6 separate regions of the Mus musculus genome follow, and regions 2, 3, 4, 5 and 6 are each linked to region 1. The links are chromatin contacts, called in public HiChIP or PLAC-seq and promoter capture Hi-C maps. All regions are on one chromosome and are shown on one strand. The core of a region is the stretch at or near the end of the contact, and the rest is flanking DNA. Distances in the headings are between cores, read along the strand shown.

Region 1 (4,269 bases), core at 701-3,200:
GATGGAGTTCAAGGGGTTCAGCTTGGGTGATATGGGACCTCTATCACAAAACAAACAAACAAACAACAAAAAAAGGAAAACCAACCTCCTCCCGCTCACAGAACCCAAGAGCATTTGTTTCTTTTCCTTTTAACTAAGCTCCTTACGGAGGACAAGGCTCATACAGGCTGCCCCGGGCATTTTTTTTTGTCCAAGGGATAAACTAAGTGGGTTAATGGCTTCATCTCCTGAGAAGAGGCAGTGACTTATCCTCCCCATGAGTGCCAGCATCCACAAGGCACTGGCTCAGGGTGACTTAGCTCATGTACAACTAGTTTTCTGCTTTTTTTTTTTTCCTTACAATGCTCAGCCAAACTGGGACACCTAAGAAGGAGAGATGTAGCCATAGCAGCCCATGCTTGCCAGGTTCTCCCTCCCGTATCCCTGGAAAGTCCACCCTTAAGTCTAGCTGTAAACACTGGGTAGCAGGGGTCTTCATACCTGTCCTCAAATCTTGTCTCTCCCTACCCCCATCCTCCATTCCCTGCCTTCTCTTTGAGGCCCCGCCTACCCACATCCTCATCCCATCTAAGTTCTGCTTTCCAGGAAAAACACTGTTTCTGCTGCCTTTGAATGGCACCATGAGAAGAATCCAAGGATCGCTGGCCAAAGTAGGCCAGATCAGGGCATGCAAAGGACAGAGAGGGGGGCAAAGCTAGGTCCTGCTCCCCCTCCCTGGGACCCCAGGGCTTGGGAATTTGAGGAGGAGACCAAATGGGCTGAGCTGAGTTCTTGGAGCTAGGGAGGAGGTAAAAGGCACCACGTCCTTCTTCAGTTGAGCCAGCCACTGAATCTACGACTTCCCTGATGGACGAGTGGCCCTGTTCAACCCACTCATCAGCCCTCTGCCTGCCCAGTGAGGCTGGAAGGATGGGGGGTGTGTGTGATGGACACAACCTGTCTGATGCTGGTCCCCTCTCCACCTCCCTCTGCGCCTCTCTGCTCCTCCAGTCTGTCCCTGATGCCTCTCCGTGGTCTACCCAGTACACATAATCCTGTCCTGAGCTGGTTTTGGCAGCTCTCTGGAGAAGTGAGGGGTGGGGGGTGACGAGAACTCCTGGGGCTAGGGCCAGGCCTGGCTCCCTCTCTGGAAAAGTCCACCCCACCCTCCCCTGCATAGGGGAGCAGGAGCCGACACCCCCCCCCCCCCCCGCACAAATGTATGTTTGTCCTTTCTCCACGCCCAGGGTGAGGAAAATGAGGTTGGAAGTGGGCATCCTGAAGTCACGGTGGACCCTGGCTGAGCACAAACCTATGCTGCTCCTGGTCACACCCCCTTGTGGGCCAGTGACACCAAGGAAAGTGACTTGCAGGGTGCTAACCCCTTCACCCCAGGCTCACTTCAGGCAAATGAGCCAATGCAGAGTGGACGGGTGGAGGGAGGGTTAGTAAGGGCTGGGCTAGCAGAGGAGAGATGCTGTCCTGTCAGAATGCCAGGGTTTTCACGGCATCCCCCCCCCCCCAAACATCCCAACAGGTGTCTTTTCCCTCAACCTCTCACAACAGATTGAGTTGTGCAAAGAGCACTCACCCGCATCCCTCCCGGACACCCTATCCCTGCGTTCCCAGAGTACAGGCGTCTGGTCGCATCTTCCCGAAGCCCCTCAGGGAAGAGCCGGCTGTGCCGGCGTGCAGGGAGGTCCTGGGTATGTTTTCCAACTTCACTATGTGACTTAATAGGAATCTTGGCACAAGCCCTCGCCCGGGTGATGGGACTCGGAGTCCCAGGGACCAGACCCCCTCCCCAGGAATTCGCCTTAGGGTCCGCTGTTCTGAGACAGTCAGAGCCCAGGCGGGGGGTCGGGGAGGTTCTACCTTCTCTGCGCCCGCTCTCTCCAGCTGCCTCTGGTAGTGGCCACCGCGGCCCGGAGCCCCAGGACAGCGCCGCCCGCGGCAGGCTCCGCCCCACGCCACCCGTGCCCCGCCCGCCACGCGCCGGACTCAACCACCCACCCCGGGTGCCCCGTACAGCTAAAGAGCTTGCAGCCACGCTGTGGACACGGTTCCCGCGCCCGCCCCGGGGCTCGAGACCCCACCAACTCTGGCAGGCTCCTTTTGGTTGGAGCCTGTCCTCGAAGAACCTGGGCTAGCCCCGAACCAGCAAGGGGATTTGCAAACTAGACCCATGTAGCCCTGAGCAAACTCAGATCTGCTCAAGCCAAGGCCCTCTCCTCCATGCAGCCAATGCCATCGCCTCCGCTTTTCCCATACTGGGCAGTGAACCATGTGGCTCTGATGGCCAGGGACCTCTCTGAGCCTCGGTTTCTTCATCCATAAAATTTTACACCCTGGAGCTTAGCGGGAGGAATGCACGCTGAATTATGAGTCAGACAATTTGGATTTGAATTTCAGCTTGAGCACTTGCCAGCTCTGTGGTCTTTCATGAGCACTTCAACTTCAATGCGGCAGTGTCCTCTGTAGAATGGGAGAATTTGATGTGTATATTAGGCTTGGAAATGTTTATCCATCTCCATGTGGAAGAATGACTGAGGAGGGGTGGGGAAGGGATGAAAACAGCTTTCAGTTTTTATGCTTTTTATTCTATTCATATGTCTTTTAATGGATTGTTGGTTTGTTGTTTGTCTTTGAGGCAGGGTCTCGGTAGCCCTGTCTGGCTTGAACTGTGTAGACCAGGCCAGCCTTCAACTCATGGAGATCCACCTGCTATTGCTTACTGCAGTGTTGGGATTAAAGGCCTGCCTATGCCTTGCCTGTCCAACCTCGTAACTTCTTTGAAAAACAAAAACGTATAGGTTGTTCGATACTAGACTGGTCTTCAGGGTGAATTCCAGCTGAGGCTGGGCGGGGGGTGGGGGTGGGGGAGAATATATAGGGAATGGTAGTGCATGTTTAGCACTTGGGAGGCTGAGGCAAGAGAGGGGAACCACTGGTTCAAGACCAGCCTGGGAAATCCAGCAAGTTCTAGGGCAAGCTGGGCTACAGAGTGAGACCACCCTAGTTTCAACAATGAAATACCAGAGCAAGGTTAGAGAGATGGCTCAGCCATTGAAGGCCAGGCTCACCACCAATGTCAAGACACTCAAATACAGAAGTTGTAGCAACATATTGTCTTGCAACCCATAAAACAACAGAGGGCCCTGGTGCCCCCGGCTAATGTTTCCTAGTTTCTTGGCTATATGTTACACTTTGTGCTGAGGGCACAGAAGCTAGTTTAAGTCCTTAAGTCTCCAAGTCTAGTTTGAACAGATCCTGCCAGTGAGAAATGATCACTTTGGAGCTGACATGTTAACTGTGGAAGCAGGGTCTATCCCAAGGCAGTGGGTGTGTATATAAAACAGCCCTATGTCTGGGGGTGTAATAATGCGCTGAAGCAGAGCTTTGCATGCAGGATGCTCTGGGTTCTGTCCCCAGCCGTTCCCAGCACTGATCAAGGCAGAAAGATATTATTTGTTATTTAGACAAGGTCCTGCCACGGTAGGGCCGATTGACAGGAAACTTGCTATGGAGCCAAGCTGACCCCAAATTTGAACTTCTCTTGCTTAGCCTGAGTCTGGGATACAGTATTGGGATGATCCAGATTTTAACTTTATTTGAAATTTAACATGCACTTTTTTTTTTTGGTTTCTCAGCAAATCCTCCCACTCTCTTAGGACAAGCACCTCCACAAGGGGTCTCTCCTTAACCTTCCTCAGTTCCTGTGTCTGGTCCTGAAGAGCCTGGGAAAGCAATGGGTTAACACCCCTCTCTGGAAGTGTGGCGTCCCTAAGGACGGCTGTGGACACACAGTCCCAACCCGTGGTGTATTTATAGATAGAGCTGTCTTCTCAGGGAAAGCCCCTTCACTCAGGCCGGGCACAAGGGCGAATGTTCAAAGGCAGTCCGCCTGCCTCGGGGAGGGAAGAGGTTTTTAAGCCAGGCAGCTTTCAGTGCTGACCCCAGTTATCAGCAGCCCCTTACCTATAAGGACACTGGCTTCAGGACAGACGGGTTCTACCTCCTTGAGGAGGGAAGGGGGGGGAGGGGGAGGATGGGAGGAGGGAGTGGGAGGAGGGAGGGGGAAGATGGAAGGAGGGAGGGGGAGGATAAGAGGAGGGAGGGGGAGGATGGGAGGAGGGAAGGGCTGCCTTTGACATTTCTGACTGCTGAGAGCTGAATACTTCTGTCCATTAAAAAATGGCTGTGTACCAAAGAGCTACACAGCTGTCAACCCCCCTGGACTTGGTGGTCCAGGGAACTTTGTGATGACGCAGCAACTTGGGAAGAGTAAGT
Region 2 (4,269 bases), core at 1,205-3,704, 510 kb before region 1:
GCATGGCGAGCATGTACTGACAACTCTTGGTTTTAATCCAAGCACCGCAAGACATGGAGAGGTGGCACACACCTATAATTCCAGCACTCTGGAAAGAGGCAGGAGGTCCGTGAGTCGGAGGGTAGCTTGGGCTATGATGTAAGGTGGTATCAGGAAAGAAGGAAGGAAAAGGCAGAAAGGGAGAAATGGTCACTCAAATAGCAGATTTGAGACTGGCCTAAACTCTGAGACCCAAAATCAACCCCAAAATAAAAGCAGATTTGTAAAGAACTAAGCTGACTATGGCACTTGAGAGGCACAGCTCTGGTGTACATAAGTGAGTGCCGGCCAGCCAGGGCAGCAGAGATATCCAGTTGCAAAAACTAAAATAGACGTGCAGTTATCCCCCAATGTCTATATGGGATTGATGCTAGGACAGTGACCACATCTAAAATAACTCTGGAAATTCAAGTCTCTCGTTTTAAAGAACATAGTATTTGCATATGACCCATGCCCAGTCTGTGGTATACCTTAAATCATTCCTAGGCTACTTAACAATGCCTAATACGCCAGGCAGTGGTGATGCACGTGTTTAACCCCAGCACTTGGGAGGCAGAGGCAGGCAGATTTCTGAGTTGGAGGCCAGCCTGGTCTACAGAGTGAGTTCCAGGACAGCCAGGGCTTTACAGAGAAACCCTGTCTGGAAAAAATCCAACCCAAACCAAACCAAACAAAAAAAACAACAAAAAGCCAAAAACAAAAAACAATGCCTAATGCAACATAAATGGCATCATTTTGTTTTTGTTTTTTTGAAACAATGTTGTCCTCCAATATGCAGTAGATCTATTCTTTTTTTTTTTTAAAGATTTATTTATTTATTATATGTAAGTACACTGTAGCTGTCTTCAGACATTCCAGAAGAGGGAGTCAGATCTCATTACAGATGGTTGTGAACCACCATGTGGTTGCTGGGATTTGAACTCCGGACCTTCGGAAGAGCAGTCGGGTACTCTTACCAACTGAGCCATCTCACCAGCCCTAGATCTATTCTTGAACAGATCCTCCAGCAGCCATAGACTCACAAGTTCTGGGATGACAGATAGGAGCTTCCCAGTGTGAATATACGTTCTACCATCAATTTAGGAAATAATGATGAGCAGTATCTCTGTTCAGTACACATACAGTTTTCCCCCACAAACCCAGGCCTCACAGATGCAGGCAGATTCCATCATGGAGCTGCAGCTCAGCTTTAGTCTTGGGATTCTTCGTGGGCAGCAGCAGTTAAAGTTCAATGTCCTGCTTATTCCTTTATCTGTGCTTTTAAGAGAATGTTCACTTCTCCAGCTGGGAACCCAGAACAAGTGAAAGCAACTGTGTTGCAGTAAGAGCAAGTCCTTGGGCCCTTCCTTGAAACCTTTTGTTCTTTAACTAAAGCTCTCCAAGCGGCTGCCCTCCCCCACCCCACCCCATACACATAACCTTTCTCTCTGTAGCTTTGGCTGTCCTGGAACTCACTCTGTAGACCAGCCTGGCCTCCAACTCAGATCTGCCTGCCTCTACTTCCCAAGAGCTGGGATCAAAAGTGTGCGCCACTATGCCTGGAACTCAATTTCTTTTCTAAGAAATGGAAAGAACATAGGCTAACAGAGACTTGTAAGGCATGAAATACATAGGCTTAAATCTAGCAGGTTAGGTAGGTGTGTGGTGGGCCATTGTTATCTCACTCCCTTGGAGTCTGTGTCAGGAACACTGAATCCAGGGCAAGCCTGGACAGCATAGCTTCCTTTCACCATCTCCCAAAAGCCCCACAATTAAGTGTTCTGTAGGACGTGGTTATTTGCTCAAAATAATATAGGCCACCACCAAAGAGGCAATCCCCTATTACTCATGATAACTTTCTACTGGCAGATTATAATAGTGGATAGTAAATTAAGGGATAGTTGCAGACATTATTGCTAAAAGTGGAAAGACAAACAAACATCCTTTTTAAGTTCAATTAAAAAAAATCTGCTCGGCAGAGTTTTGTTTCTGCTTTTTTCAGGTTCTCATGTATCCCAGGCTGGCAGTGAACTTCTCACTCTCCTGCCTGTGTCTCCTAAGAGCTGGGATTACAGGTGTGTGTCTCCACTTCTAATAGACCACACTATCAGCCCACTTGCTTTGTTAGTAGGAAAAGCAGGATGTGGCGGGAGCCTCCTCCTCAGGGACCTCCGAGCTAATTTCTCAGGCATCCTAGGAGATTATGGGGAAAGCAGGGCCTCAGCAGGCTGAAGCCATCAGGTGTCTAAGGCTTTGGGGACCTGAGACTCAAAGGGTTCCACAATCAAGAGAGCTCCAAAAGCTGCTCGGCATCTTGGTTCTTTAGGGGCAAAGTCACAAGGGCCTGAACGATTTATTACTCAAGTTTGTTGCGTCTTACGGCTGCCACCCCAAGCTTTGGAGCACACAGGTATGAGTCACTGCCATTCGACCCAGCAGATGACCCTTTAGAGCTGTTGACTCCTTACATTTAAGGTTATGCAGGCAGGGTGGAGCTCAGACAGACTGCTTGCTAACATGCCTGAGGCTCTGCGTTTGGTCCCTAGCACTGGGTCAGAAGTTCAAGATAATGCTGGGCATTGAATTTGAGGCTAGCCTGGGAAACATGAGACCCTGTCTCAGTAAAGAAAAGATAGAAAAGAAAAGAAAAGAAAAGAAAAGAAAAGAAAAGAAAAGAAAGGAAAGGAAAGGAAAGGAAAGGAAAGGAAAGGAAAGGAAAAGAAAAGAAAAGAAAAGAAAAGAAAGAAGAAAAGGAAGAAAGGAAGGGAGGGAGGGAGAAAGGAAGGAAGGAAGGAAGAAAGAAAGAAAGAAAGGAAGGAAGAAAGGAAGAAAGGAAGAAAGAAAGAGAGAGAGAAGGAAAGAAAGAGAGAAAGAGAGAGAAACAAAGAAGCAGGTTATATACACAAAACCAGATTTAGTGGCATAGATGTGTGATCCAGCTACTCAGGAGGCTGAGGTAGTAGGATTGCCATGATTTAGAGGACAGACTGGAGTATAGTGAGACGAGAGAGACAGAGAGAGAGACAGAGAGAGAGAGACAGAGAGAGACAGAGAGAGACACAGAGAGAGACAGAGAGAGACAGAGATTGAGAGTAATTGGTATGGAAGCTGGAGGTAGGAACCTGGGAAATCATATACTTATACACTGATCCACGTATTTCAGTCTGTTATGGTTGTTTTTGAGTTTTTAAAAATGTTACTTGCTTTTATGTATAGTTGTGTTCTGTGTGCTTGTATATCTGTGTACCACATGTGTGCCTGGTGCCTACAGAGACCAGAAAAGGGCATCAGATCCCCTGGAACTAGTTACATGTGGTTATGAGCTGCCATGTGGGTGGTGGGAATTGAACCTGGGTCCTCTGGAAGAACAGTCGGTGCTCTTAACCACTGAACAATCTCCCTGGCCTGTTTCTGATTTTAAACCATTTTTTAAAGATTTATTTTTATTTTAGATATATGAGTGTTTTGCTTGCATGCATCTGTGTACTATGTGTATACCGGGTGCCTGCAGAGGGCAGAAGAAGATGTCACATCCTGGACCTTCTGCAACTGGAGTTAACATAGTTATGGTCAATCATGTGAGTGCTGGGAATCAAACCCAGGGTCTCTGCAAGAGCAATAAATATGCTCTTAACTGCTGAACCACCTCTCAAGCCCCACCTCTAGTTTCTTAAATGCAATCTGAGATGAATTTGGATGTCTAAAGCAGTCCAACTAGTTGGCTCAGCCAATAAAGGCGCTTGCCACCAAGTCTTTTTATTCAGTCTGGGACCTTAGCCCATGGAATGATGCCACCCACATTTAGCGTGGGTCTTTCTACCTCAGATAACCCAATCCAGAAGCTCCCTCACAGGCATGCCTCATAAGCGTGTGTCTTGTGTGATTCTAAGTCCTGTCAAGTTAACTGTCAGTACCAACCGTCACAGTACTGGTGGCCTTCTCTCCAACATCCCCTTGCTTCTCTATAACTCTCCCTAAAATTTTCATTTCTTAAAGAGGCTGGCGAAACTGCACAGCAGTTAAGAGCTCTGCCTGTTCTTCCAGAGGACCCGGATGGGTCTGTAACTCCAGTCCCAGGGGATCTGACACCTTCTTCTTGTCTCCATGGGTACTGCATGCACATTCATGTGGAACACAGACACGCATGCAAGGCAAAACTCACCCCATTCACATAAAAAAAAATCAAGATAAAACGTTTTAAAAACTCATTTAGACTTCTTTTGTTTGTATCTATCTCTCCTGGAACTGGAG
Region 3 (4,269 bases), core at 703-3,202, 490 kb after region 1:
TGCAGTCCTGGGGACTGAATCCTCTTTGTACTTTTCATTTTGATACAGGGTCTAAGATGCCCTTAAACTCATTCTGCAGCCCAGACAAGCATGGAACTTGTCTCAGCCTCCTGCTAGCTGGGACCACAGGCTTATGCTGCCCTTGGCTGATGGGTGATAGATTTCTGCAAAGCTAGGAAATAGTGCAGAGTGTGCAGAAGCACCTGAAAGAGAAGACACAGCTTCCCTCCAGCAAGGCCTGGCTAAACCTAAAATGGGGAATAATGTGTTTAAAAGATGTATTAAACCTTAAGAGGGTTCATCAATGAAAGTCTAGTAAAGGGCTAGTCCCTGGGGCCCATGTGGGCAGAGCTGTTCCAAGTACCATCCTGGAAAGAGTGCTCCAGCCAGCAGACTAAGAGTACTCCTAGAGCATTGGCAAAGCTTCCCCGCTCGTAGAGGTGGGGCAGAGAGTTGTTGCCAGGAGAGTTTTTGGAATCATTGGCCTCCTACTGGGGATGGCCAGATGCCATTAAAGATACAAGTTCTCTCATTCCGTTATGTCATTGGGTGACTTACACTGACATGGTCCTGACTTGGCTTAAGGGGGAGAGTGTACCGGACACAAAAATCTTCAGTCTAGGTGAGAGGTAACTTTTTAGGATAAATTAGTATCTATTATGACTTTCAGTTAATTGTGAACCTTACTGACCCATACATTTCCAAAATCCAGCATTGGGTCCTCCAAAACTTAGGCTCATATCCCTAGCATAGTAAATTCAGATGTCAAATGGCATCTGGGAAATCTCTGAGCACACAGGCTGCCAGCCTTCTGTATTCAGTATCTCCCAGCATCCTAGACCCACACTTAACCGAGCAGTCTCATGGTATTACAGCTAAAAAAGACGCCTCATCCAAAACACTCCATTTTCTAGACAAGAAGCCTGTTGGTTCACAGAGGCAGGGGACTTGGTCAAAACCAACGGTGGAAATCTGGGCTGTGCTTTGGTCAGTGCTTGTTCCAGACAATCCCAAGGTTTTATCTGGAGTAGACTGGTTCAGGTTGTACATCCTTGAAGTGCCTCTGGATCTGTCAGTCCAGGTTACCTGACAATAAAACAGAAAAGATTCAAGAAAAGGAGAACCCAAGCCAGTGTACGTACACACACACAAGAGGAGGTTGTTAATTGATAGGATGTATGTATGTATGTATGTATGTATGTATGTATGTATGTATGTATGTATTTTTGAGTCACTGGAGAGTGTGGTTAGAAAGGGAACTGTCCAGTTGATCAGACAAACTCCTCTAGCACCGCCTCTGCTACCAGCAATTGAATAGAAATGGGGAGGGGGAGGTCCTTGTACATAAACAGTCTGGACTGTTTTTGGAGGAGACAGATGACAGGGGCCCAGTTGTCACTGACTCTGACTATTGAGTACAGAAACCACACCTTGTTATCTCTGAGTCCTCTCACATAGCAAGGTGAACCTGGAGTCCAAGCTGTGGGTTTAGGAGAGGGTTTTTAATTCCAGGGAGCAGTGTGGAAGGGGAGGGAGCTGTTTTTAACGCAGCAAGAACTGCTGGGACTCCTGGGTTCTCTCATCCTAGCTTGGGTGCAAAGGAAGGGGCTACCTCATTCATCACCTGTCTATTTCCTCCACTTACTCCCCTAACCACTGCTAGTGTCTTTAATTCCTGGCATCTTTTGCTAGGGAGGAAGGGGCTGAGAAAGACTGTCATTTCCAGCTGTCACCCTGACAGTCCCCTCCAGTTCCTTCATCTTTTCTTCCTGTGTCCTAAGTCCCCCCCCCCCCCCCCCCGCCCCATCATCTTTTCTTTCGCCACCCCCACCCCCCACAATGGTCTCTCCCGCTGCTCACTGGCGCGGGGGAGGGAGGGTCGGAGGCGGGGCCGGAGCGCGTGCGGGGGGCAGGTCTGCAGTGCCGCTTCCCCTGGTACCGGGAGGAGCAGTCGCCGCTGCCGCCTCAGCCCTGTGGCTGGACCCCCTCCCTCACCCGGGGACTCCCTGACCCGGGGAACCAAGCTCAGGTGAGACCCCTCTCCTCTCACCTCTACCCCGCCCCGGGCAGAAGCATCCTCGTCTAGCCTTGCAGCCATTTTATCTCTGATGCTTTGCTTATGGGGAGGGTGACTGTCCCCGCTGTAGGGGTGAGGGTGGTGGTGGGGGTGATGGTGGTTTGGGGAATGGGCCATTTATTTCAATTGCTTTGAGAATATACTTGAATAAATAAATATATATGTGCAATACACATATATGTATTTGTATGTATATACACACATACATACATATGCGAGGATTTTTTTTCTACCTTAGCTTAAAGTCCCCATTACATAAACCTGGTGAGGGGCTGTTAGGTAAGCTGAGGTTCCCTCAAACTCCATCCTCTCCTCACCTTGATGTACGTCCCTCCCCAACCCCCCTCTCCCCCCCCCCCACCCATGGTAAATGACCTTGGCTGGGGCCATAGAATGAGTACAGCCGCTCTTGCCTGGACTTGGGTGGGTTAGGGGGTAGAGGAATCGGCTTGGTGAAGGATAGAAGGAATGAAACACTGGGCAGACAGACATGGGAAGCAACCAGGTGTTGGGGCTTGGCACTAGAGGCGCTTACTGAGGGGGTCAGGAGAGGGGCGCAGAAGGATGGTGGGAACCTGTCCAGCAGCAGGACCAGGGGTGGGAGCAGCCATGTAATCAGTTCCAGGGCCTCATGCCTGGTACCAGAGCTGAGGCTAGGTGGGGGTTGGGGGTCTCCGCAATCCTGGCAGAGGCGGTCCCTAAGCCTATGCATGTGAAACATTTTCTCTACATCCCTGGCCTCTCCGTGAGCATTTCTCCGTGAGCATTTCTCCGTGTACATTCTCAGCTGACACCTCCCCACCCCCCCAAACTGGATGCTCCCATCTTCCAAACCCAGGGGTAGATTGTAGGGGTGAGGCTCAGTCTTGTCAGTCTTGCGGAGGGGTAAGAGGGTCAGTTATCAAGCTGTGATGTGGGGGTGGGGGGCACTCTGGAATCTTCTCTGCCCCTTGTCCTTTTCAGTGGGAATCTTCTGATCAATGACTGCTTCTTCATGACCTTGTCACTTCTTAATGACCTGGCATGGGATGGGATGGAAACCTGGGTGGCCTCCAAAGCAGGGGCTTTGATTAGGGGGCCCGTCTGGACCTGAGCAGTTTACTTGAAAGGTTTGCTTACGAAGCCCTTTCCACATGCCCTTTCCACCTTCTGCAGAAAATTATGGACATGTTTCTTCCGGTCAGGTGAAGCCAGTCAGCCTTAAAGGACTTGGTAAATCCCAGTCTGGTCTCCTTTAACTCCACCTCTCCCAGTGCTGTCTCTCTTCCTCAGGCTCAGCCACTCTTGTGCTGCTCTGCAGGCTAAATATAGCACGACTTCCTCACCAGCTCAAAGAATTTGTCTTCTTTCTCTCCCTCCTGGGCTTGGTGGCCCTGGGGGGGCACTGGCTGTTGAGCCACTGTGTGCTGTTGTGGCTGGGGAGCCTTTCCTACCCCCACAGCTGAGGGGAAACAATGTCAACAGGCATGGGAAACAGCTCCTGGTGGGTCCAAATCTTCCTTCAGGGTTTGAAGAGGGATCATGGTTGGGAAAGAGAGCCGAGGTACACAAATTGCCTTGGCGCTGGGGATGCTATTCCCTGAACCATGAAGAAAAGGTGACATCGAGGCCACTGTTCCTGGTCACTGTTGTCCACTGCTTACATCTTTCCTTGCCAGTGTATCTTTCTGAATGACAAGGCATTATTTACCCTTTTCCACTAGTGTGTGTGTGTGTGTGTGTGTGTGTGTGTGTGTGTGTGTGACTGGTCAAGCCTTTGACTGGGTGGGAGCAGAGGAGATTATTTTAGGGGAATGATATTGCTCTTAACCCAGGCTTGTGTCCTCTGTTGCCCGGAAGGAGGTTATCCAATGCCTCCCTTTGGGGGATGTCTTATTTTGGGGGGGGGGGAGGTCCCCTTCATTCTCCACCAGCTGCCTACGCACTGCACTGCGGTATTTATGGACTCCTTTTTCATTGACTCCTGAAGAACCAGAGGGATTAAAGGAGATTAGGAAGGGAGACCCTGGAAGAATAGAACAACTATAGACCTTAGACTCTCACTGGGAACGTGATCGCAACCAGTCATTTCTAGTCCTACCCCACAGGCAAAAGGGGAGTTCTAGATGTGACATTCTGAAGGAAGGGGATGGCAGCTGGTTGCCTTTCCTCTTAGCTCATGGTCTTCCTTCTTGTCCCTTCTACCTAAGCTT
Region 4 (4,269 bases), core at 959-3,458, 370 kb after region 1:
TCCACACGGCGCAGCCTTTGGCACACCCCACCCCCACCTCAGCTACACAGTTTTCGTGTAAAGAGGGCACTGAAGCCAGATTTGCAAGTTGATGTACAAAAGCTAAAAAATGGCATATGAATTTTTAGAGGAAGTAAACAGATAAAGGACAGGAATAAATATGTAGAGGAATGATAACAAAAGGCCCAGTTGGCTATAATACAGGACGAGAATTGGAACACAGGAATGTTAAATATGTAAAGAAAGACCAAACTGGCCAAAAGAGGGCCTTTTCATGCTAGACCACTGGGATTAACGGAAGGAGTCAGACTGAGCCACTATAGCAATCACGGAGTGACCGCTCACTGACTTTTATGATAAAGACAGATTTGTTCCTGAGGACAGGTGGAACTAAAATGAGAAAGGCTCACGACAGTAAGAGCTGTAGGAAAGAGATGTGACGGTGGTGTTCAGCACGAGGTACCAGGTCAAGCCAGCACTAAAGTGACTTAGGTTCCCAGAGTTAGTGGCTTTGGGAATAGCTATTATTCTAAAAGATCTCTAGAAGGAAAACCTGGCTGTGAGGGGGTGAACTGAGGCATGGAAAGGAGAGAAGAAAGGTCACAACTCTGACAAAACAGGATAATTATGATGCCACAAATGATGGTAACACAAATTTATTTTGCCTTCTTAACGCTTTCGGATCAGTACTCTGCATTTGCCCACAGAGACGGCAGCTCAGTGTGTGTAGTACCTTTGTGGGTCGAAGGAAACAAATTGCTTTTAGGTGTTTCATGATCTCTCGATTTTGAGAATCAATTCGTTCGAAGAGGTATACTTCCTTCTGAAGAATCTCTGACTGTGTGTAGACCATACTCACTATACCAGTCTGTAAAGCAAAAGAACGAACTAAGATTATACTAGTCCGGACTAGTAAAAACATGCATCAATAGTTAAGCCTTTTGCCACTAATATTTGAGTAGGTAATTTAAATTCTAATATACAGAATAATATTTACCTAATATCCAAAACAGGCTGTAATGTGTTAGAATGAAAACCTACCACTCTCTCTGAACATGAACAACTCAGAAACTTCTAAAGAGGATCTTCACCATTCCTTTACAATTCCTTTTTTAAAGTTGTGGTCAACAAATAGCCTGTTATTTCAGCTGAACCCCAACAATTTACTTTTAAAAACAACGTTGAGTAAAGTCTTCCCTGTGTCGCCAGTAACAATTTCTTTGCAGACACTCTTTCAGGTGTAAGAAGTCTCTTGGCACCAGTTAGAGCTGGTTAGACTGCACACCCACTGGGAAAGCATTCTACAACTTTCCCAGTGCCAGACAGACTTGATCATCGTCATCAGTGAAATGCTAAGTTCTACAGCGGAACGGGGCCAGCAATTCTAAAGGAAGGGAGAGCTTCCTTTATAAATACTGAGCAAAAGCAAACTCACCGTTTCTTTATCCATGAGAAGTACCTTCATGCCCGGCCCGCTGTCCTCTATCATTTTGGAAATATACTGCTTCACAGCAAAGACCACATTCATGGTGGCGAATTGACAGGTGCCCCACAGCCCTTCCCACCCACTTTCCTGGCTGAATTAACCTCAGGCCTGTTGGGTCTCAGCTGCTTCCGGTCGCCAAAGCCTCGGCTTCCGGGAGTCCGGGTAGCTCCGATACTGGGAATTGTAGTTCCTCCGTGGAGTCCGGGACTCAGACTCAGCAGCTAAGCGACGGTGCCATTCCCGACGCTTCTCGGTAGGGAGTGGAAGGCAGCCTGTTTCCCCGAACCCGCGCTGTGCTGGCTTCTGGTCCTGAGTAGGGAAGCGCTTGGCGCACCGCGGGATACAGCTCTCTCGGACACTGTTTGCTGAGCATCTTTTCTGAAGCCCTCGCACGTCATCGTAGCACTGGGCAGGCTGGGGCAGCGGGGTCCCAGGTCTGTACTGCATAGCAAGTTCTCTGATAGCCCAGGCTAGGTTACAGAGGCAGCCCCGGTTTTCTAAAGTATCCAAACAAAGTAGCATCAAGAGACGGCATTTTGTATTTGGTAGGTCATAGAATGAGACTCAACTGGGTTTCCTAAAGAGAGAAGGGGAGCTGAAATTCATCACGTTTGTTGAATGAAGAAACAATGGGAACGCTATTTAGAGATGTTGTAGACCTTAGAGACCCCAGGAAGGCGCGGAGCTTCCACCCGCCCCCTACTCAGGACCGCTGGGACTGCGAGCTCGCGGCGCCCAAAGTACTGAATTTGGTTGGCTTTCAGGGACGCCGGGTTTCCAGGGCCCCTGCAATGGGCGGGGACAGTTAATTCATTGGGGCCGGAACAAAACCAACTTGAGAATTTAAAGGTAAACACATTTTTAATCTAAGAAGCAAGAACAATTAGCAATCAACTGGATCTTAAAGCTTCAGTTTCCAAAAAATTCAACAGATGACACACTATTATCACACTTCGGATCAAGGTGTTTTGTTCCTCACCTTCTTACAATAGAGAACTGTACAACCAGGAAGACAAATAACTGCAACAAATCATTGGCTATTAGTGCTTCAAATATTTACACCAAAATAATGACGTGTGTGAGATGTGAAACTGCAAAGGATCACCAGAGGTGAGAAGGAGATTTTAAGAGAGGGAGACCCGGATAGACATAGTATTGGAATACAAGGGAATGAATACAAGGAGCACAAAACAGACAGACTATTTAGTAGAGGAAGGGGACCAGGGAGCTTTAGGAACCGCGGGGTTAGGGGTAGAGGGGCTGGAGGCAGGAAAAAAAGGAAACACATTAGAATGAGATATTATTGTCATGTGTATAAATGCCATTATGAGACTCATTGAGAATGCTAATTTAAAAAATTAATTTAAAATCAACACAGCACCACTAAATACTAGTTTTTTCAACATACTGTAAGAAATATGCGGTTAAATAGAATAGAAGAACTTAATCGGGTTATGCAAATTATGCGAAGTTTCCAAATCCCTTGAGGAAGACTAGAAGTCACTTGAAATACAGGTATTTGTCACTTCTAAAATTGTGAAAATGTGTTCTTTTCAGTTTTCCAGTCAATAAATAAACCAGTAAATAAAACTTCCCATTGGGCACAGTACAGGTTTTGAGACTTTCTTTCTTCTTCCTTTTTGTTTGAATAAGGCTTTGCAATGTAACACGGGCTGACTTTGAACGCGTGACCCCTCAGTGTCTGCAGTGCTGGAGTTACTGGTGTGCATATGTTTTGACAGAAGCCTTAAAGCTTTATATTAAACGAGTCAGTGGGATATTAACTACACACAAATGAGATCTAATGTTATATACAATCCTGTTTTATCAGCAAAAAAGTTCATATATTATAGAAAACTGACTCATCAAAGAAAATAAAATTTACCCACAAATCTAGCAAGTTACTGGTATCTGAAAAATCACCATCACCCATGTTGCTTGGATTCTATTTCCTTACCTGGACTGTAATATAGTATGTCATATTTTTTCAACTTTCTGTATCTTAAAAAGAACAAGCCAGCAGTGGTGTCACACACCTTTAATCCCAGCACTCAGGAGGCAGAGACAGGCAGATCTCTGAGTTTGAGGCCAGCGGGGTCTACAGAGTGAGTTCCAGGACAGCAAGGGCTCTGTTACAGAGAGAAACCCTGTCTCAAAAAATAAAACAAACTGAACAAGAGACGAGGAGTAGAACAATGATTGTCCTTGAAATGGTGCCTTGTCAGATTACAATTGTAAGAAATGAGTGGAGAGAGTCCTTTTAGTTATTTGTATTCAGACAGATATGACTTTTTGAAAAAGAAAATACCTACTTTGACAAGCTTAAAATGTCTGACAATACCAAGTGTTGGAGACAGTGTGAGACAAGAATTCACAGGTTACCAACGCAAGAATCAAAGAGCCTTTTTTTTTAATAGAAATGTGGAATTATCTTTAAAAGCTAGTGAAACATAAAACCCTTATGCTTGTGGGTTCAAATTTCCTGCCCCTTGGTATTCTTGTACAGTAGAGCATCATTCCCACACTTTTAACCCAGAAGTGGCCATGCAGGGCCACTGGGCCCCCATTGCCTCTGAGCTGCTTCAGTTGTCAGCTTTCCCAGTGTCCCCTGTGTGTGGCCATGAGAGAAATTTCATGCTCTAAAAAACTCTCACATGTTTATGAAGCATGCACACAGATGCTCTAACAGAGTCACTGAGAGTCGTAAGATAAAGTTGTAAACAATCTGAGTGTCCATCACTCAAAGAATGAATACATAATATCTACAATAAGTAATAACTTTG
Region 5 (4,269 bases), core at 678-3,177, 340 kb before region 1:
CTTTGGAAGAACATTACCAGAAAGAGGATCCTGACTAGGCTGCCATCCACCTCTTCAACTCGAGACTTCCACCATGTGCCTTCCCACTCAGTCTTGATAAGCTGCCCACTCTTGAGAAGTACCATTGGGCGGTTTGGATAGGCAGTGATATATTCCTCTATGAAGTCTCGGCAGGAGCTATCTTCTATGTCCTCCCAAGTCTTTTTTACTGTCCAAAGGAAAGAAGCAGAGCTGAGGACAGGAAGGACATATCTTGAAAGGGAAGAACGGTTGGCACTTTCAAAATTTAAAGAGAAAAAATAAATAAATTCATAACCTCAAGGGAAGCAAAACCAAGACCATCTTAAGTACAGAGACTAATGTGCAAATGCACATATAAATACTAAATAAACTAAGCCACATACAAACCTAAGCAATTCATGTAAAAGAAACAGGCATTTCAGTTTATGGAGAATCTTACGAACCAGTGGAAGTAGTAAACTATTATGAAACAGTAAGTCTCCTTTCCTCTTCGTTCCTCCTTCCTTTTTTTTTCTTTTCCTCTGGAGACCAAGCTAGCCTCCAGAGATCCTCTTGCCCGTCTACTGAGTGTTGGGATCAAAGGTGTGTACCACCACTGCCTGCCTGTCTGTCTGTCTCTCTCTCTCTTTCTTTTTGGTTTTTCAAGACAGGGTTTCTCTGTATAGCCCTGGCTGTACTGGAACTCACTCTGTAGACCAGGCTGACCTCAAACCCAGAGATCCGCTTGCCTCTGCCTCCCAAGTGCTGGGATTAAAGGCGTGCTCCACCACTGGTCAGTTTTGCTTCTTTTTCTAATTAATGTTGGTGATCCACATGCAAAGTAAGAGCTGTCCACCACTGAGCTATACCACAGTCTATTGTTTCTTTTTTTCATTCCCCCCAAATTTTTCTTTTAAAGTTTTTTTTTTTTTTTAATTTGAGGTGTTTTGCCTGCATATTTCTGTACATCATGAATGTGCAGTCCTCCAAAAGAAGTCAGAAGAGCACACTGGGTACCCTGGAACCGGAGTTACCGAAAGCTGTGAGCTGCCAAATATGAGTGTTGGGAACTGAGCTTGGGTCTTTCTGCAAGAGCATCAAGTACTCTTAACTGCTGAACCATCCTCCAGCCTAACTTAGACACCCAGTGCTGACATAGGCTGGGTGTCATGGCACACATCTGCAACTTGAGCATTGTGAGGGGAAGGTAGATTCAAAAACAATGATGACCCACCCACCAGCCAGCAAGCTAGCCTAGCCAAGCCAACTGATCAGAGCTTCAATGGAAGACCCTGTCTAAAGACCAGGTGAAAAATAGGAAGACACCTAACATTAACTTCTGGCTTACACACATGCATGTAAGCATGTGTGTGCACACACACGCACAAAATATAGTCATGAATGGTGTCATGTACCAATAATCTCAGCACGTAGGAGGCAGAGGCAGGGGGATTTCTGAGTTCGAGGCCAGCCTGGTCTACAGAGTAGAGTGAGTTCCAGGACATCCAGGGCTACACAGAGAAACCCTGTCTTGAAAAACCAACAAAACAAAACAAAAAAAGTTAAAGAGCAACCTTAACTATACACAGAATTCAAGGCCAGCTTGAACTACAGGAGACATGGTTAAGCAGATAAAGCACTTGCCATGCAAGCATGATGATCAAGTTCACAGAACCTGTGTAAAAGCTAAGACACTATGAAGACTGTCTATAATTCTAACATTCAGAAAGCAGAAATAGAATATCCCCAAGGCAACCTGGCTAGCTGCAGTTGGCTAGCTGGAGTTCGCAAGTTCCAGGTTTAGCCAATAACTTTGCCTCAATTAACATTAAGTAGACAAGGCATCTAATATCAGCTTTGGCCTACATACAATCCCAAACATATGTGAACATGTGCCGCAGACCCTCTGGGCCCCTTTGTCTGCGTGGAACGGGTCTCTAGTCGTGGGTGGGCAAAGTGTCAGATGAACTGACAGACAGATGCACACAGGAGAGGTTGTGTAGGATCTGAATATAATGTCAAATCGAGCATCAGACTTTTTATGCAGAAGACAATAAGGAAGTTGGGTGACACACCAGCAAGGTACAAAGAGGTTACTGGATTCTTACATAAAACAGATGAATGCAAACACAGAAGGTCTAACGGGATCTACCTGGGATAGATCCTGCCATAGTTCCTATTTTGGTCTATTGAATAGTCCACCTTCCCCTTAGGCCATTGTAAATGCGTGTGTATGGGTGTAACTCAGCTATAGTCTTAGAAGCCAGGTGTGAGGTCTTTACTCTCCTAGGGCAAGGGCTTTCACACCCAAGTCATGGTTCTAACTAGGGAGTTCCGTTCTAGCTAACCATCTCATGAATAATGCAATACTCTAAAACCACAGCACGATCTACTTCCTAAACCATTGTAAATTCCTGTATATGGGTGTAACTCAGCTATAGTTCTAAGTATCTATTCTGGTTTCTCCTACGGTCAGAAACTTCTTTCTTCCTTGGTGATGGTAGATTCCTGTGAAGGGCAGTGACCTAACTTTTACTCAAAGTGATAGTGTAATACCAGGGGCAGTACTGAATTCCAAGCCCAAGGTCTTGCTCAAGGACGTTCTAGGACTGTTGGAACACTGGCTTTAGCTATGTCAGAATTCAATCTTAAAAGGCATTTATAATAGGATAATACTAAAGGAGAGCACGTGGATCCATACATTAGACTAACTCGGGAATGGAAAGTTAATGTATGGGTTAGAGAGAACGCCAGAGTCCAGGAGCGAGTTTCCGTGAAACTCTTTTGCCTCGTGAGTGAGTAGCTTCCAAGCCTCTCGGCTTGTCAAGCTGACTCGATCAGAGCGCGTGGCAAACATGCAAACATAAAATTTAAAAACTCAAAGACTTTGCCATGTGTTTATTTCCATGTTAACAATAAGTAATTGATTCTTCTGCAATCACAAATAATTGTGGATCTAGGGAGATAGTTCAATGGCAAGTGTGCTTGTGGACTTGAGTATGCATCCTCAACACCCATGTTAAAAACAAATGGCCATGTATGCTTATAATTCCACATTTAGGGTAGCTACATGTAAATACTCTGGCCAGCTAGCCTAGCCAAAATTGTATATTTCTGTTTCAGTGAGAGATCCTATTTCAATGTAATAAGAAAGAGAGTGATAGAAGAGATGGGACGCCTTCATACCTGGTCTCAATGGCTAAGTGCACAGGTACAACACACACAGAGATTAAAAATAAGTAAGTGTGGGAGTAGAAGCATGTGCATCACTGTAGGTTCAAAGCTAGTCTGGTCATATAGACAGTTCTAAGATAGATTTGAGTTTAATTCTTAGACTATACATACGAAAGTTAGCGATGGGGGTGTGCAATTGAAATGGCAGTGCCAATTGAAATCCTAGCACCTACATGGCAACTCCAGTCCCAGGAAATTCAAATGCACAGACATATTTGTATGCAGAATATTCATACAAATTAAGTAAATTAAAATATTAATAAGAAAACCAAAGAAGGTAGACAGCACCGGAGGAAGATGGGCCTGCATGTATGTGTATATATGTATATACTCACAGACACACAGACATACACACACACACAGCTTCTATAGGAAGTTATTATGTAGACAATACAAACAGAAATGTAAAACATGAGAGCAGCCTTCTTTAAACCTAAATTCCTTAGAAATGAAATCAAAGCAAATCTGTAAGTTGATAAAGACAGTCAGAATCTTTTAGGGTTCATTCAGGCTACAAAGTTAGGGAACAATGCTATGTCTCCAAACAAACTGGAACACCAAAACAGAAGTCAAGCCTTTTAATTTACCACCTTAAGAAGACATACAAAACAGAGTAAGAAATTAGAGATGAGGAATTGTGTAGGGACACTTACGTGGTCGGCAAATGGGATAAAGCTCTGACTGAGTGACATAGGAAGCATAGCCATCATCAAAAAAAATTAAAAATCTGCAGGAAAAGGAAACAGACATGGAGGTTATACGGAATGTTTTATCACTGGGTACATTATTATTCTTTTCATTCTCTGAAACACAGATCAGTCCAGTCTCCCTTTATTTTTCCCTTATACTAAAAAACCTCGGGCCGGGCGTGGTGGCGCACGCCTTTAATCCCAGCACTTGGGAGGTGGAGGCAGGTGGATTTCTGAGTTCAAAGCCAGCCTGGTCTACAGAGTGAGTTCTAGGACAGCCAGGGCTATACAGAGAAACCCTGTCTCGAAAAAAACCCAAAAAAAAAAAAAAAAACCAAAAAAAAAA
Region 6 (4,269 bases), core at 652-3,151, 310 kb after region 1:
TTCTGAAGAAGGGTCAGTATAAGGTGCCGTTCCCTCTTTTCCACTGCCCTTCCCAGCAGGGGGCATCTGGCCCCAGGTCTAGTCAGATGCTCCTGAGTCAGAGGACAGCGGACACTCTAGGCTGAGGTCATCCTATCTTCTCTCTGCTCTGCATCTCTCCCTCTCACACCAGGTTCTGCCTTTTAGACAAACATAAGAAGGGGAAAAGGCCTTGTTTTGTTTCTGTAGCCCTTCACTGTCCTCTGGTTTCCCCTCGGACCTGTAGGAAGCCCTTCCTGATTGCTAACTACATTTCCTGGCATTATGAAGTTCGGGGAAGACAGGAGATATGAGGTGACACCCACTGCTGCTTTTAAAATAAACAAAAATAGAAAGCAAGAGAATCGTTGGGGGAGCTCTCTGTAGGATTCGAGAGCAGGTAGCAGTGGCCCTCGAGAGCACACTCGGTCAAGGCTTCCCTTAGCTTGCTCTGAGGCCTCTCCAACCGTTATGTTTTGGCCCCTTCAAGAGGGGCCTGGGGGCTCAACACTAGTTCTCTGCTTGTCTCAGTAGACTGCTTTGAGATGAGTACAGCTCTCCAGCTGCAAGTGTATCTGCTTCGACACCATAAAAGGCTTTATTTACCCAAATACAAGGGCAGAAAACAAGTGTCTAGTGACAAAAGCAGAACAGGTTAGAGCTAAGGGAGGGCTTCCCACTCGGTTGGTTTTGGGTGAGGGCAGGCAAGGGAGGAAGGGCCAGTCTGAAAGGGACAGGAACAGGCCACCATGATCAGACAGTCACAGGGAAGCAAGTTCAGTTTCTCAGCATTCTTGTTATTGAGTCAAGAGTTGGGGCTTCACAAAGGGGGAAGGGATCTGGATTCCACGACCTGGCTTTATATTCTGACCCCATGTGCCGGGCTGTGGTTTCCTGTAAAACTACAGAGCCAAAGCCATGGAGACACACACACAGGCGCTCACAGTCCTAACTCCATTCCCCCTGTCTACAAATAAAGATGGGCAGAATATGAGTTCCTTGAATTTTTTTTTTCTTTTTTCTTTTTACCCTTTAAGTGGAGTGGACGGTGAGGAACAAGCCTGGTTCAGGATGCTAGCTCCTACAAGAATCCGGCATTCACCGCTGCTCTACCCCTGGTCCCAGAGACTGCCTCCAAGTTGTGTTTTCTATGATTTAGGGAGACTGTGCTACTCAGGGGACCTACATATGCCCTCCTCCCTCCCAACCCCCGCAGGAACGGAGAGAGTGGTGGGCTGGGGTGGGGAAGACAGGAAGGATCGAGGGATACGAATACCAGTGTGTAACAAAAACAAACCCCACCAAAACCCCCAACCGTATTTTAGGGGGCCAGAATAGAGGGAGAGGCGGCGGATGTCAGAACTTCTGAGAAAGGTGTCCGCAAAGGCACATCAAATAAGTAAACTCCTAAACCCCACTCAGGTTCTCTCACTCGGGGGTGACTTTTTTCTGCAGACACAGGACTTTTGCGACCCCTGAACTTGCAGAGATGGAGGCGGGGCAAGCCGGAGAACTAGCCGCCGTGGGGACAGGGTCCCGACGGCTCGCGCAAGGGCGGGCGCCTACCTCCTTCTCGGAGACGTAGAGCTGGTCGCCTTTCAGCACCACATAGCGGTTTTTCCAAATCTCCCTGAAAATCCCTTTCCCGCAGAATTTCCGGACCCAGCCGACCTTCTCGGGCGCCGCAGACTGATGGTTTCCATCCGGAGGCCCCTGCCCGGGGCGAGACGAGGAGCGGCGGCTCAGACTGGTCTCTGCGCCCTCCCCGCCCCCCCCGCCAGCCCCAGCCCCATTGTCCGCGCGCCGCGCACTCACCCGCTTGCCGGAGCCGCTCTTCTTCATGGCGGGATCGGGCGGCCGCGCCCGCTGCTCGCTCGGCGGCTCGTGCTAGCCGCAGGCCGGGCCCCCGCTGCCCCCGCCGCCCCCGTCGCCCATGCCCGCCCCCGCCGCACCGGCCCCGGCCACCGCCGCTGACGTCGCGGGCTCCGAATGAAGGGCGGACCGCGGCGCCGCCGCCGTGCGCTCCCCGCCCCCCGCCTTTGTTTCCGACCCGGCACCCGGCGGAGGCGCGAGCGGATAACCGGGAGGCGCGGCGGTGGGGGCGGGCCCGAGGCGTGGCGAGCGGGATGGAGCGGAGGCGCCGTGGGAGAGCGGCCGCCTCGGACCCGCAGACTCCGGCTGGCGGAGCCCCGGGAGTCTCCACTCTCGACCTACTGCCGGGCGGACGTGAGCGCCCCGCGAGGCCTGCGGTAAACACGCGTGCAGCGGCGGGGAGGCCCGGAGGACGCTCGGACCGCGAGCTCTTCTGAGTCCTGTGTTTCTGATGTGGCTTGGAGGGAGCCCAAGTTTGAGCGCGGCTTTCCTCACCACTCCTGGGTCTCTGTTCCCCTACCTGGTAAAAGGAGGATCAGCTGACCCATGAAAGCCCGCGAGGACCCAACTGTGTCTTTTAGGTTCAATTACTACCAGACAGTAAGCTAATAAACCTGGTGTATGGTAAACACAACCACCACGAATGAGTAAAGCCCAGAGCAGGGGAATTATTTTTTCCCAGAGACGTCCAAGATGAAGTGTTGGTAAGTTTGTGGTTTGAGGAGTGGAGGATGTTTGGGCTTTTTGGGAGAGAATTTATCAAGAAAGATACCTCTTCTTAGACCCACCGTGCTTCCCAGTCCTGCAATCTCACTAGCCATATAATTGACTTCTATTTCAGGTGGATACAGAACTTTATGCTTTCAAAATGCTCTTATATTGGCACTTTAGAATGTCGAGTACCATTTTGTAAGGCATATAAGAGTGAGGATATTATCCCTTGGGAAAAGATCAGTCCAGCACAGGGAACCATTTGTCATGCTCAAACTGACACACTGCTGTTACATGAGTTAGCATAGAGGTTTTCTAACCCGGGTCTGCCTTTTAGACTTTGTACACGTGTACACAGCACACTTTGCAGACTACCCCCTACACACACAGCACACTTTACAGACTATCTCCTCCTCATCTCTGTTTGGTACTGGCCTGTTTAAAGGGCAAAGAAATGACTGAGAAAGGCTTTAGGAGGGAGCCTATGTACTAGCATGAGGGCACAGCTGAGGGAATGAGCTTTTGGGAACTTGTTGGCTGAGCAGGTAAGAATGCTTTGGATTATTTTGTCTTTATTTTTTAATAAGACAAGGTCTTTTTTGTTTGTTTGTTTGTTTTGGTTTTGGTTTTTTTCCTAGACAGGGTTTCTCTGTGTAGCCATGACTGTCCTGGAACTCACTCTGTAGGCCAGGCCATCACTGCTGGGCTTATGACAAGGTCTTACACAGCCTACCTATGCTGCTTTCAGACTTGTTACATAGCCAAGGCTGGTCTTGGTCTACCGAGCCTCCTGTCTCCACGTGATTTACCAAGTTTAAATAGGGGCTGAGGGCGTGGCTTGTGGTAGAGTTCTTTGCCTAGCACTCAGCAGGGCGTCTAGCATAATCACCCGCAAATCACCCGCACTCACTCCAAGGAGGAAAAGGAAAGATAGATTTGGCTCAAGGCAGAAGGAATTCATGTCTGCCTCATCTCCCTCTTCTCTGCAGCTTTCATTTAGTCAACAGCTACTAGAGTCTGTCTCTCCAGTGTGCAAGACCCTGGGCTCCGCACAGCACCAGGCAGGAGCTAGTGCTCTGTGAAACATCAGGCGGAGGGACTCGTAAAAAATAACCAAAGTAATTTTCAGATTCTGGAGCAGATGCTTGTGGGCTGCAGCACCTTCTCTGCCTGTCTGTGTCTTGAGATGTTACATAAATCTCTGGCTGGTCCCCATCCCTCCCGGCCCCTCCCTCCCAGTAACCTGAAATATTAACCTTATAGCCCTGGCCTTCTCCCTCACCGTTGCTTCGTTGCCTTGACACTGCATGCTCCTATAAGCCAGCTGGTTTGCTTTAAAGCTGGCCTTTCTCACCGAGTGAACCTCATGGCACCTGCATTTGGATCTAAGTGGGACTGTTTTTAGAGACCAGTGCTTAAGTGAGAAATTGGAATAGCACTTCTGGTTTCCTTTACACATTGTTATAGCACTCAGTGAGCATCTCTCTCTCTCTCTCTCTCTCTCTCTCTCTCTCTCTCACACACACACACACACACACACACACACACACACACACACACAACTTGAGCTAATCTCTCTAGGGAGATAAGATCCTGCAGGGACTCATGTGGCTTAGCATGCCCACCTGTAAGAGCATCACCAATAGCTCTACTGAGCAGTTAGGGGGA

The links. Promoter capture Hi-C pulls out the DNA fragments that hold promoters and counts their contacts. HiChIP or PLAC-seq counts read pairs in DNA pulled down with a chosen protein or histone mark.
Region 2: an HNF4G HiChIP or PLAC-seq map of pancreatic cancer cells shows a contact between it and region 1. The contact joins the enhancer-like site here to the promoter of Adamtsl4 in region 1. A contact is called at or near these places in 3 of 39 promoter capture datasets (liver and neutrophils), 2 of 115 datasets of contacts at active chromatin or transcription factors (microglia and pancreatic cancer cells) and 1 of 9 other capture datasets (pancreatic islet).
Region 3: a promoter capture Hi-C map of fetal liver shows a contact between it and region 1, with 4 times the contacts expected there. The contact joins the promoter of Sv2a here to the promoter of Adamtsl4 in region 1. A contact is called at or near these places in 5 of 39 promoter capture datasets (cranial neural crest, fetal liver, liver and 1 more) and 3 of 115 datasets of contacts at active chromatin or transcription factors (bone marrow-derived macrophages, memory CD8 T cells and pancreatic cancer cells).
Region 4: a FOXA1 HiChIP or PLAC-seq map of pancreatic cancer cells shows a contact between it and region 1. The contact joins the promoter of Vps45 here to the promoter of Adamtsl4 in region 1. A contact is called at or near these places in 5 of 39 promoter capture datasets (hippocampal neurons, liver, neutrophils and 2 more), 3 of 484 Hi-C or Micro-C datasets (CD4 T cells, the G1E-ER4 cell line and embryonic stem cells) and 2 of 115 datasets of contacts at active chromatin or transcription factors (microglia and pancreatic cancer cells).
Region 5: an H3K27ac HiChIP or PLAC-seq map of embryonic stem cells shows a contact between it and region 1, with 5 read pairs. The contact joins the enhancer-like site here to the promoter of Adamtsl4 in region 1. A contact is called at or near these places in 6 of 39 promoter capture datasets (the C10 cell line, hematopoietic stem and progenitor cells, hippocampal neurons and 3 more) and 3 of 115 datasets of contacts at active chromatin or transcription factors (all in embryonic stem cells).
Region 6: a promoter capture Hi-C map of embryonic stem cells shows a contact between it and region 1, with 9 read pairs. The contact joins the promoter of Plekho1 here to the promoter of Adamtsl4 in region 1. A contact is called at or near these places in 1 of 39 promoter capture datasets (embryonic stem cells) and 1 of 115 datasets of contacts at active chromatin or transcription factors (pancreatic cancer cells).

What each region holds. Positions count from the first base shown.
Region 1 is chr3:95,685,967-95,690,235 of GRCm38.p6, forward strand. Adamtsl4 (ADAMTS-like 4) reads right to left here and starts at 1,951. Exons shown (of 18, transcript NM_144899.3): 1 at 1,855-1,951.
Region 2 is chr3:95,175,322-95,179,590 of GRCm38.p6, forward strand. No RefSeq gene overlaps it. Among named protein-coding and RNA genes, the nearest start is that of Sema6c, 13 kb to the left of the region's middle. Within about 2 kb of position 2,455, at least 30 of the 459 cell types and tissues checked have an H3K27ac peak or open chromatin away from gene starts, as enhancers often do. A contact at or near this core is called in pancreatic cancer cells, where this site is marked.
Region 3 is chr3:96,179,275-96,183,543 of GRCm38.p6, forward strand. Sv2a (synaptic vesicle glycoprotein 2 a) reads left to right here and starts at 1,953. Exons shown (of 13, transcript NM_022030.3): 1 at 1,953-2,029.
Region 4 is chr3:96,056,247-96,060,515 of GRCm38.p6, forward strand. It overlaps Vps45 (vacuolar protein sorting 45), which reads right to left and starts at 2,209. Exons shown (of 15, transcript NM_013841.3): 1 at 1,436-2,209; 2 at 734-868. The coding sequence starts at 1,528.
Region 5 is chr3:95,341,639-95,345,907 of GRCm38.p6, forward strand. Setdb1 (SET domain, bifurcated 1) reads right to left here. Exons shown (of 22, transcript NM_018877.3): 8 at 3,888-3,961; 9 at 18-208. Among named protein-coding and RNA genes, the nearest start is that of Setdb1, 13 kb to the right of the region's middle. Within about 2 kb of position 1,928, at least 7 of the 459 cell types and tissues checked have an H3K27ac peak or open chromatin away from gene starts, as enhancers often do. A contact at or near this core is called in embryonic stem cells, where this site is marked.
Region 6 is chr3:95,993,938-95,998,206 of GRCm38.p6, forward strand. It overlaps Plekho1 (pleckstrin homology domain containing, family O member 1), which reads right to left and starts at 1,902. Exons shown (of 6, transcript NM_023320.2): 1 at 1,834-1,902; 2 at 1,585-1,731. The coding sequence starts at 1,860.